Regions from separate parts of the Ovis aries genome. Here region 1 is linked to region 2. A link is a contact called in public Hi-C data. All regions are on one chromosome and are shown on one strand. The core of a region is the stretch at or near the end of the contact, and the rest is flanking DNA. Distances in the headings are between cores, read along the strand shown.

Region 1 (5,907 bases), core at 2,970-5,469, 50 kb after region 2:
TGTTTTGTGGAGGGTCTTTTTTTTTGAGGAGTGGTAGTATTCAATTTTAAACTTTATAAAATGATTTTAAACTTCAAAGTTTCTAGAAAAAGTAAATCTGTGAGAACAAAAATCTTTTGAAATCATATAGATTACAGAGACATGATAGAGTTCAGGTTAAGCTAAATGTATTTGTGAACTTATATGACAGAAATGACATTTAATTCAGGGGCTTGTGAGTAATGTGTTCCATAAATGGTGCCAGCTGATAATGTTGAATTTTACCTGAGCCCCGTGATCCTGGTAAATAGTGAAGGTTAAGAAATTCCCTTACTCTTTTGTGTTCTTCTGTGTTACTCTTTGCTTACAGCAAAGATCCCCCCTTCCCTGTATGACTTTGGACTCACAGACACCACTTGTTTGTTGATAACATGGCCAGACACAGACCCTCCAAATTCTCATTCTTTTTCCCCATAAACATTGATTAAACACAACAAAATGCTTATTAGTCGAACTTTAGCCAAGCTTCTCTCTTTCCTACAGGTTCCTGAACTCTGCTTGCCCTCAAGACTGAGGAAGCTCAGAAAAAATGTGGAACATGCCCTTTTCTCAGCATCTCCTGAGAACTGGCTGACCACAGTGGACACTCTCCTGTCAGATCCCATTGGTCATTTCCCTGATTGTGCAGGTTCTCTTCCACAGAGTCTGCTTATCTCGGCTTGCCTCCTCCTTATCCTATCTATAAAAGAAAAGCCTTCTTCTGTTTGGTTTTGAGATGCTTGCAGATTTCTGAGATGGGGATTCTTCCCCTATTTGCAATAGCCTTTTCTTTCTAGTCTCTCCCTATCCAAGGCTGGATTTGTTTCTATTTGATGCAGCAACAATGAAGCTTGATCTTAATCTCATACCACACATCAGAGTCAATTTCAACTAGATTACAGGTATAAATAGAACATTTCAAAACACAAGTGAAATAAATGTTAAGACTATCTTTTTAGGAGTACTTGGAATGGAGAAGGGGTCTGTGCAAGGCAGGAAACACAGAAGCCAGAAAAGAAAGCTTTTTTTTAAAAAAATGTTTATTTTTGGCTGCCCTGGGTCTTTGTTGCTGTGCTTTCTGTAGTTGTGTTGAGTGGAGACCACTCCTATTGCAGTGTGTGGGCTTCTCATTGCAGTGGCTTCTCTTCTTGTGAAGCATGGGCTCTGGGTGCATGGGCTCAGTAGTTGTGGTGCATGAGCTTAGTTGCTCCATAGCATGTGGAATCTTCCTGAACCAGGGATCAAACCCATGTCTCCTGCAGGCAGATTCTTAACCACTGGACCACCAGGGAAGTCCAAGAAAGCTTATTTTTGATGAAAGAATACATTTGTCTAATTATAGATAAAAGGACACCTACAAAATGCAAAGGACAAAATGAGTTGGGGGAAAATATTGCAATGTAACAAATATCTCTAGTTTACAAAGAGCTCTTACAAATTGATAAGAAAAAGACAAATCACTGCAAAGAAAACTTAACAAAGGCTAGGAAGATTTGCAAAGAGAAAAAGCTAAATTGTCAACAAACAGAAAAAGAGCCTCAGTTTCACAAGTGGTCAGGGTAGTGCAAGTTAAAGCAGTTAAATTACCCCTCAGATTGGCAAAAATTAGAGCATCAACATTCAGTGCTAAAGATTTGCGTTGGTGGACTCATACTGTGCTGGTGGGAGTAGGAAATGCTAAAATATTTTGGGGAAGTGATTTGGCTGTATCTATTCAACAACACAATACCCTTGGATTTAATAGTAAAACTTCAAAATACAGGAAGCAAAAATTGACTGGTGCAATGAAAATCTGACTTACCAGTACAGTGGGAGATCTCTCTCACTAACTCAGAGAGCAAGCAGAAGAAAATCATCAGGAAGAACATACACATTTTAAATAGCTCAAGGGCTTCCCTGGTGGTGCTAGTGGTAAAGAATCTGTCTGCCGATGCAGGAGACACAGGAGACGCTGGTTCAATCCCTGTGTCAAGAAGATCCCCTGGAGAAGGAAATGGCTACTCCAGTATCCATTTGGCAATTCCAGTATCCTTGCCTGGAGAATTCCATTGACAGAGGAGCCTGGCAGGCTGCACAGTCCATGAGGTCGTATAGAGTTGGACACAACTGAGCAACTAACACCATGTCGACTAAAAAAGTACAGTCACAATCTGAAAGTAGAGGGTTATTTTGTTTGGTGGGAATGTTTAGGACTCTGAGACAGGGAGACAGCATCTCAGTAGCTCCGAGAAAACTGCTCCAAGGAGGCAAGAAAGGAAGTCAGGCTATATGCAAGTTTGCAACAAAGGGAGCAGATAGTCTGAACACCACATATCAGGTATCAAGTTAAGGAATTTAGCCTTCTATGTATGGGAAGATGCAAGCTTCTGGGCTCACCGAGTTCATTCCTTTCACGTGCACCTCAGCTATTTGGGGCCAATCTGTTTCCTTGTTCACCTTGCCTCTTGTATTTCTCCAGCTCCTCAGCAATCACTATGGGGGGTGGCAACGCCCACTGGATGGCAGTTTTGGGAGCGATCATTCACATTTGGAGGCCAGAAGTAGCTGATGGCTCTGACATTGTAGAAGGCAGTGGCAACCCACTCCAGTACTCTTGCCTGGAAAATCCCATGGATGGAGGAGCCTGGTAGGCTGCAGTCGATGGGGTCCCTAAGAGTCGGACACGGCTGAGTGACTTCACTTTCACTTTTCACTTTCATGCATTGGAAAAGGAAATGGCAACCCACTCCAGTGTTCTTGCCTGGAGAATCCCGAGGATGTCAGAGCCTGGTGGGATGCCATCTATGGGGTCGCACAGAGTAGGACACGACTGAAGCAACTTAGCAGCAGCAGCAGCAGTGACATTGTCGTAGCCTCGCATTCCTGGAAGCAAACTCACTCAGAAGGACAATGCAGATAGTGGAGTGCAATTTATTACAAAAGCGGACCCAAGGCTGAGTCTCCTCTTAGCCAAAGACCCCGACTAGTTTTTGTGAAAACCTTATACACCCTAAGTGTACATGTTCAAACCCACCTCCTCAAATTCTCTGAAACTAGTCTGAACAAATGAAAAGAAAGATACAAAGTTAACCAATGATTCGTATGCCTTAAGCATAGGTAGTTAACAGTGGATGATTATCAATAGGCCTGTGGTCATACCCCAACAAGCATAATAGAATTTATGATTCTATTTGGTTACACAAATAATTAGGGTATTCTTTTAGCTGACAGAGAGTCTAGGTAGGAGCCCTGGGGCTCTTCCACCCCCGGGGTCTGGTTTTCTATTTGTATGTCATTTCCATAGATACTGGGCATATAACTCAGAGTCCACAGTCCGGCCCAAGATGGAGCCTGTTCTCTTTCCTCCTTCAACATTTCTTTTATTAATATGGCAGGAGATTTTTCATTTCACAACTAACACACACACTAACAAGCTCAAACCAATAAACACATATGCTAAACCCAACAGCTGGAAAATACAGTCTTTTCCATCAAGTAATGAAACATTGCCGAAAACTGGGTCCCATACTTGAGGCTCAAGGCAAGTTTGAGTCTTGGAGAAGTTTTGCAAGTTTGACACTGGATTTCTAAATAATCCTTGGGTCAAAAGGGGGAAACAGTTACAAATTAGCACTTGAAACTGAATACTAATGAAAATGTATCAAATCAAAACTTGGAACTTGGGGCTTTCCTGATGGTCTAGTGGTTAATAATCTACCTGCCAATGCAGCGGAAACCGGCTCCAAGATCCTACATTCTGAGGAGCAACCAAGCCCCTGTGCCACTATTGAGCCAAAGCTCCGTGACTACTGAAGCCTGGTGCCTAGAGCCCGGGCTCCCAGAGAAGCCACCTCAATAAGCCGACTCGCCACAACTAGAGAAAACCCGCAGCAGCAAGGAAGAAAACCAGCGCAGTCCAATATTAAATAAATCTTAAAAAACAAAGAAAAAAACCTTGAAACCTTGGCTATTCAGAAGAGAGCTTTAGCCTTCATGCTTATATAAGGAAATAGGGAAGCCTGAGTACTCGAGTTTTTTCTTGTTTTAATGGATGAAATGTCCCATTACTGATGTCACAAGCCCCCCCCCCGCCCCCCCCCACACACACCACTGCTGCGTGCACAGATACTTGGTTTCTGGCATTCAACCACCTCAGCTCCCCGCGCCCACAGTGGTTAAACTCTCGCTGCGGGCGACTTCCGCTTCCTGGCCTAAATTTGACACGTATTATTCCCCCCGTGGCAAATACCCAGGGTCGGTGACAGCCAGAGCTGGGCGATGCCCCCAGCCGACGGGTGGACAGAGGCGCCGTCAGGTGGGCACCCAGCGGCGCCCGGGGCTCTGCCGCCGCGAGCCGCCTGCACGGATCAGGGGCCTTTCCGCACCTGGGGAAGTGGAGCGGGGGTGGGGGCCGGGGAGGGGGCGCCAGTGTCAGGCCAGTGGCTTGGAGGTGTCTTTCTAGCTAGGATAGGGGAGGGGGCAGGGGGAGTTACTACGTGTGAAGATGCCTCGGCCCCTGGGGATACGGCCGGAGGGCGGGGCCCCGGGACCCAGAGAAGGGAAGACACCAGGCCTATGCTTGGGGTAACGGCGGAGGATGCGGCGCAGGAGGGAAGAGTCTGGGAGCCGCAGCCCGACCTTCTGGGCCGGATCGGCTCCCAGGAAACCCCGCCGAGGCAGGTCTGACGAGGGACCGCTGGTGCCGCAGCCGCAGAGATGCCCACCCTCCCAAGATGGCGACTCCCGGAGAGACACTCCCAAGAGGACAGCCATGTTAGTGGTCTGACAAAGTCACTAAAGAAAATTGGAAAGCCCGCCTCTCCTCTGACACACACAGACACGCGCACGCACTGACACCTCGTGAGTGCACCGGGTGTAATTGGGGTGGACGGCGGCTTCGGCGTCGACACTGAGCATGTGCAGTGTGAAATCCAGAAACGTCAGCGTCCCACAGAGGCAGTTTCAACACTTTGGGCTCTGGGGCTGAGTTTAATTGAGATGGCGATTTAGCAGCAGTAAAGCATTGACATAATTATGGGGGGCGTTAGGACATGGCTTTCTTGCTCAGTGATGGTACTCTGTGGGGTGAGTAATGGGGCTTCTCTGGAGTCTGTGAGGTGGTGCATAGAGCGACACAGGGGTTTGTGGGTGAATGATGGAGGCAGTAGGGAAAGTAATAAGCAGTCTGTGTGCTGAATTTTGGGGAATCTGTGCGGTCAGTGATACAGAATCTATAGGGTGAGCAGGGGGCATTGATGAGGTGAGCGATGAGCCTCCTTGGAGGCCACTGATGGGGTAAGTGACTGGGTCTGTGGGATAAGCAGTGGAAGTCTATGGAGTGAGTGATCAGGGGTAAGTAGAGTAAGGAATGGGGACTGTAGTGTGAGTGATCCGATGTCAGAGATGTGATTCGAGCTCTGTGAGGTTAGTGCTTGGAGGTCCTGTGTCGCGAATCATGGGCCTTCTGTCAGGCGTCATGGGGATTACTGAGGTTATGTGATGGAGCTGTCTGTGAGGTAAATGATGAGGTTCAGTGATGTGAGTGATGAGGATCTTTTGGAGAGTAATGGGTGGTCTGTAGAGTGAATGGTAGAGAGCCTGTGAGGTGAGGATTGCAGAATGAGCGAGTGAGAGAGTTTTTGAGGTGAGTGATGAGGGCCGTGGGATGAGTGTTGCAGCGTCTATAAGGTATATGGTTGGGTTTATTGGGTGGATGGTCAAGGTTTCTGTGGTGTGAGTGATGGGACTCTGTGGGATGAATGATACATTTATTTGGGACTGTGGATAGTGATAGAGGGGCCTATTAACCCCATGCTGTGATCAGTGGTTTTAGAATTGAGATGTGATTGTTTCCAAAACCTACTTTTGACCTTCTTGGTCCTCCTGTATCTTTGTTTCCTGTGTCATTAG
Region 2 (6,726 bases), core at 1,524-4,023:
GGGGATTCTGCAGTCTCTGCCTCCTGTTTCCCAACATCCACTTCGCTCCTTATGTTGGAAAACCTCATGCGAGAGTGAAACTTTTTTTTTTTTCTGGGAAGGGGAGGTAGTTGGCTGAATTTGAGCTAGACACAGGGGCTTGGGAGGCTGCCAAAGTAAGGTGAGGGACCACTGGGGCAGGAGGGTGAGGGCCTGAGAACCTCTCAGAGAACAAGCAGAGGCCCCCACAGCAATCCTCACCCTTGAGGAGAGCCCTTGAATGACAGGAGAGTGTGCTGGCCTGACTCATTTGGTCACCTCCTATGCTCCCTCATTTCTAGAAGCCCTTTCCAGAGCTGAAAGGGGCATGACATCCCTTGGGAAACTTGCCACAGTATTAGGAGCCAGAACAAGACTCCTAGCCTATACCTACAGATAGCACCCATGGGCCTGCTTTCTGACAGAATTTATCTCAGGGAGAGGGAAAAGTAGCAACAAAGCACTTATTTGACACCAAGTAGTATGCCGGACACCACGCTGGCTGCTTTTCTCTAGCCTAACTTCAAATTCACAGGACGCTTATGTGGGATAGGTGTACCTGCCTCCCCACAGCTCTTGCCTTAATTCATATCATCATCCCTTCTCATCTGTATTACAGTTTTCATTTCCTAAACCATTCTCTTTGCTTCCAGACTTTTGGTTTGCTTTGTCTTTATAGAGAAAGTTACAATATTTCAAACTTTTTTCAAACACATCTATGGTGACAAAGAACACCAACAAGTGACAGGTACATTTGTTAATGTCAGGATCAAAGGCCAAGAGCAAGCTTGAGAGAGGCTGCCAGTCCGTGCCCCTTCCTCCCCCTTACACCTGGCTGTCACTTTTGACAGCGGTTAAACACAGGCAGGGAACAAAATCACTTTCAAGAAAGCTGAGCTCCGCCTCATTGCCAAGAAGTCCTTTAGCTTCTGAAGAAAAGCAGACATTGGAGAAGCCAAACTGCTCCCTGCCCTTGGCCTGCTCCATCCACAGTTCCACAGTCACCCAGGTCCTGGCTGGGACTTGGAACAGAGGAAAAACCAGGAGGGCACTCTCCACTCTGCCATACTGAGAAGCTGGAGAGTCTGCGAGTCACTGACCCCATGAGACTCCCACAGTAACAGGTGGAACTTTGGGTGGTTACCGTCTTCTTCTGGGGGAAGAAGTCGTTCAAGAAAGAACAGCAACTTGCTTCACACCAGGCTCAGGTCAAATACTTTGACAGAAATCTTAACCCATGACTAACCATCAACTTTTGGGCTTCTGTGATCATCTCTGCATTGTCCAATTTTTGCAAGAGTTCTGCTAAGTCAATTTAGCCAGAATCCCCCATTCTTTGTATCTGATCACCCCAGATAGCTGATGTGGTTCCCCATCCTCCACCATCTCCCAGGTGATGTCTGATCACCCTTGCTGCCCTCACCAAGAATCCCGTTAGATGGATTTAACTAGAATCCCACCTTACCCCTAGATATTTCATTTTAGTTATTTTCCACCCACAGATATACCCATACCCCCACTGCTCCTTGGTGATAATTTTCACTTGCTCATTCTATATTCCAGAGAAGGAAATGGCAACCCACTCCAGTATTCTTGCCTGGAGAATCCCAGAAACGGAGGAGCCTGGTGGGCAGCTGTCTATGGGGTCGCACAGAGTCAGACACGGCTGAAGTGATTTAGCAGCAGCAGCATTCTATATTCAAAATTAAATCTGGTACTATATAGAGGTCTCTTTTTCCCTCTTGCAGTAGTCTTGAATTAAATCTGTTTTTAATGCTTTAACTGAAGCCCCTGTTGGCTCGGAAGTTAAAGAATCTGCCTGTAATTCAGGAGACCTGGGTTCAGTCCCTGAGTGGGGAAGATCCCCCGGAGAAGGGAATGGCTACCCATTCCAGTTATTCTTGCTTGGAGAATTCCATGGGCAGAGGAGCCTGGTGGGCTACGGCCAAGGAGTCGCAAAGAGCAACTAACACTTTCCTACTTTAACTACTGTCCACTGTGCTTAGTCACTCAGCTGTGTCCAACTCTTTGCAACCCCAGGGACTGTAGCCAGGGACTGTAGCCCGCCCGGCTCCTCTGTCCATGGTATCCTCCAGGCAAGAATACTGAAGTGGGTTGCTATGCCCTTCTCCAGGGGATCTTCCCTACCCAGGGATCAAACTTGGATCTCCTCCATTGCAGGCAGATTCTTTACCGCTGAACCACCAGGGAAGTCCGACTGCTGTCCAGCTCTGCTTTATGTTTGACAATGGCAGGTCCCACCTCAGAGACCCCATGCCTCTGGCCCTTGTGTCCCACTTCCTGTGTCCGCGGGAGGGCCTGTTGGGGCCAGGGCGGTGCAGTCCCCATTATACCCTGGGTTTGATCCTTTACGGCATCTCCTCCGGGGACTACAGAGAGCAAGAAACCAGGAACCGCTAGGAGGCGCCACGAGCCCTGTGGCAAGCAGCCTCCGCTCAAGATCTGTGCTCTCCCGAGCTGGGAAGGGCTTGGGCCCCGTTGCCAGCGGTTCCCTCCCACCCGGGCACCATCTCTGCCTGCTCCTTTGGGTCTAACGACGGTAGCTAGTTCCGCAAGGGGCTCCTCCAGTTGGGAGCCTTAAATTAATAAGCGGAAGACTGGAGAGGGACACGGAAGGGAGGGAAAGACAAGGGATGTAGAAGCAAAATGGAGGAGGCACGGGCTAAGGGAACGAGCACTAAGAACAGCAGCCCTTTGCAGACTCACAACGCGGACGGCAGGGGGCACCAGAGACCGCCCAAAGCCAAAGCTAAGCGCTACTGCCACAAGGCCCCCGCCCGGTTCTGCGCAGTACCGGGGCCTGTCCTGGGCTTTCAGGCTCTTGGTGGCTCCGCCCCTATCCGCAGCCGCTGCCCTGGTGACTGTCGTGCGCACTGCGGTCTCCGCTCCCCGGGACCACGGTTCTTAAGAAGGAGGAATAACCCTCCTCCCTTGCTCTGCCCCTCCTCCTCACCCCCGCCTCTTCCATCTTCTCATCCATCTTCTCTGTATTTATCTTTTTTTGTTTTATAGATAATGCATGCATAGATAAAGATATGTATGTGTGGAGATATTTATCCAAGCATTATTCGTAAAAAGGGAAACATTTGGAATCACAGTTGCCGAATAATCAATTAAGGAAACCAAAGGTAGACGGTCTCTCTAAAAATATTACTGAAACGCTAAAACAGTCGTCTGTCAGGACCATGTAACATCATGGAAAAATGACTTCCATATAATAGTAAGGTGAAAGAAATGAATCACCATGGTAAAATGTTAGCTGTACACAGAAAGGGAATGACAACCAAAACTCCTCCAAAGTATGAATAATGGTTTTCTACAGGTACAGTAATGCTTTTACAGATCTTTCACATTCCTACAGTATGTATAAATTCACACAAAAAGAAAATGAAACCTTTTTTTACAAATAAAGGAAGCAAGCTACATCCGGCTCTGTGTCTGGGCAGGAGGGGGAGCCTGGGCAAGGCTTGAGTTGGGTATGAGGGCTTCTCAGTGACTCCTTGTCAGCTCCCCCACCCCAACAGTTCCTTGGATCTACCCGTACCCATCTCTGCAACCGTAGTTTTCTGCTCCCTTTCCACTGTGCCCAGGAATCCCTACCTTAAGATCTCCACCTCCTACACACCCCAACCACACCCACCCAAACTGAAAATCTTACTCTGTAGGCTTCTTGAAATAATCTCCTGTTAACATTTCTCGGTTCAAAATATTTAAGAATCTCTCAATTGATCTACTGAGTTGAAGAAATTTATCCATGCTTGGCTTTGAAAATGCTCACATTTTGGCCTTGCTTTTCCATCCGCATGTGTATTAGACAAAGAGGGGGTCAGCTTTCCATCCCTTAATTCCTCCTCGCCTCACTGATGGTGCTCAGCGATCCATGCCCCTGGGCCTTGAGCCCTGAGCCCTGATGGGCAGTACAAAGTACCTGCGTGTGTTAACAGAGGCCTTCAGTGTAATAGACGGGATTGAAGTTAAAAGACAAGTAAATGGTATATAACTAGTTGCCTGAGTGGCAAATTCAAGTTTTGCTATTTTGTAACTTTCTGGAATATTTTACCAAACACACACACACACACATATTGGCTGCACCCTGCAACATGTGGTGGGATCTTAGTTCCCAGACTAGGAATTGAACCTGTGCCCTCTGCAGTGGAAGCACGGATTCCTAACCACTGGACCATCAGGGAATTCCCTCAAATATTGTCAGTTTTGGGGTGTGGAATCTGCAGATGTGGAGAGTCAACTGTACATCTTTATGGAATACAATATACATTAAATGGCCATGAGTATGTTAAAATATCAGCAAAGTAACCAGCAAGGTTTTAAAATACACATTGAATATCAAAGTGTACAATCCACTTTATCATCATTTTCTGGCACTGCCAAGGCTATAGCTCCTAAAAGTAAATTCCATTTGAGTATATCAGGCCTAGGATGGCAGATAAGGAATTTGGATTCAGTCCTGGCTCAGTGCTCCGCACAAGGGTACAGAAAGACAAACAGCATCTTGTGTCCAGATATGAAGGAGTGCTCTGTCTTAACCCTTCTAGACCACTGGGGCAGGCAAAGGCTATGCCTGGGACCTTATTTAAGCTCTGGCTGCAGTAGGGCAGAGACAGAGCTCCTGACTGAACTACTGAACTTCTGGAAGAGCCTCCTTTCCCCCCAGCACATCTGAGCTTCCTGGTGGATGGGGTGAAAGTAACCCCAAAATAAATTGGGGGAGTGGCAGTGAGAAACAGAAGCCATTCCTATTCTGTTGCCCTCATTCCCCTTTTCCCTAATCAGATCCTCTCCCTCATGTTCTCTGCACCTGACATGTCCTTCTCTTCCAGCTTGTCACTGTGACTGGAATAAACGGAGGGATGAGTCAGGACCTGGCAGTGCCCAAGGAGCTGGAAGGGAGGGGCTAGGTCTCTGGCACTAACACTTCCTCTTACCAATTCGACCCCTGCCTTCAACAGCTAGATAGGTGGCTGGGAGGAGGGGACCCAGTGGTCGAGAATCAACATTGGTCATTTTTTCTCCTCCCCTCAGCTTTCTTTGGCTGATATTTCTGCCCTATGTCCCAGGCTGACCTGACACTCAGTCCCAATGTCCCAGCCCCACCAGGACCTCTGTCCCCACCCTATCCACTGCATGCCAAATTCTGATCCAGAATATTATTAGGATGTGGAACATGTATCTCAGAATCTACAACACATGGCTTTTCTCGAATTGTCGAAGTTAAGATTGAAATGGTTCTTTTGAGGCCCATCTGTTTAAAGGGGCTTCTCAGGTGGCACTCTTGCCAATGCAGGAAATACGAGACATGGGTTGGATCCCTGGAGGAGGGCACAGCAACCCACTCCAGTATTCTTGCCTGGAAAATTCCATGGATAGAGGAGCCTGGAAGGCTACAGTTCATGGGCCCCCAAGGAGTCGGACACAACTGAAGTGACTTAGCATGCACGAATCTGTTTAAAAGAAGGAATCTAACATACATCTGATCATTGTTATGTCCTTTCCCAACCCTGTTTGTTATCATTTTAAACATAATCTAGGGCTTATGGTTCATACAGTTATCAATATACTATGTAACAATTTTGTATAATAATCTTTCAATCATGTTTTGGCATTTGGTTTTTAATTGGGTTTAGAATTTTATAAACCATGATTATGTCTAACCTGCTTCAGGCTTCATTGCCAGAACCTGCCAGGAGCAGCACTCTTCTGTAGAAAGATTTTGCAAGCCATTTAAAAATGAAATTTCTTGTAGCCACTTTATAAAAAGTAAAAAGAAACAAGTGAAATTAATTTTAAGAATACATTTCATTTAACCCAGTATGTCCTAAATTATATCATTTTAGCATATGAAGAATCTGAAGTTATTAAGGAGATATATGCATTCTTTTTTTATACTAGAATCATTGAAATCCTGTGTGTAGTTTGCATTTCTCAATTCCTGTAACTAGTGGCTACTGTATAGGACAGTGCAAGTCTGTGAATTCTCCATTTTTTCATAAACAGAGTGAGGAATCTTGCATTAATGTAACTTGAAGATGAAGTATTGGCACACTATTTTCAACTATGACCTCTTAGAGAATAAGCATATCATAGAGCCAAGGTAGTTCCAGTTTTTCTTTCATACAGTGTGTTGAAACAGAATAGCCGCTGTTTATGAACTATGTCAACTATACCTAATCTTTGTATTACTCATCTTAATAACAACAATCACTTATTAAGCATTCACTTCATCCCAGCTTATGTGTGTTTTATGGGATTTCTGGAAGCACATTGTTAACACGTGGCTCTGGAGGCACACTGCCTGTGGATTAATTTTTTATTGAAGCATAGTTGATTTACAGTGCATTAGTTTAAGGTGTACAGCAAAGTGATTCAGTTATATATATATATATATTTATAAAACTGAATATATATTTATTCTCTTTCAGATTCTTTTCCCATAGGTTATTACAAAATACTGAATTTAGTTCCCTATGCTATACATTAGGTCCTTATTGATTTTCTATTTTATATATGGTAGTGTGTATATGTTAATCCCAAACTCCTAATTTGTCCCTCGCCCTCCTTTCCCCTTTGGTAAGTGGGTTACAATCCACGGGGTCGCAAAGAGTCAGACACAACTGAGCGACTAAACAGCAACAACAAACCATAAGTTTGTTTTCTATGTTGGCGGGTCTG

What was found. A called contact is a pair of places that touch in the nucleus more often than the background predicts.
Region 1: a Hi-C map of blood shows a contact between it and region 2, with 2.3 times the contacts expected there. The contact joins the promoter of ZNF41 here to the enhancer-like site in region 2.

Annotation. Positions count from the first base shown.
Region 1 is chrX:57,375,111-57,381,017 of ARS-UI_Ramb_v3.0, forward strand. It overlaps ZNF41 (zinc finger protein 41), which reads left to right and starts at 4,220. Exons shown (of 6, transcript XM_004023243.6): 1 at 4,220-4,312. The region is part of intron 1 of ZNF81 (zinc finger protein 81); the gene reads right to left.
Region 2 is chrX:57,326,343-57,333,068 of ARS-UI_Ramb_v3.0, forward strand. All of the region lies in intron 1 of ZNF81 (zinc finger protein 81), which reads right to left. Among named protein-coding and RNA genes, the nearest start is that of ZNF41, 50 kb to the right of the region's middle. Within about 2 kb of position 2,774, at least 37 of the 54 cell types and tissues checked have an H3K27ac peak or open chromatin away from gene starts, as enhancers often do.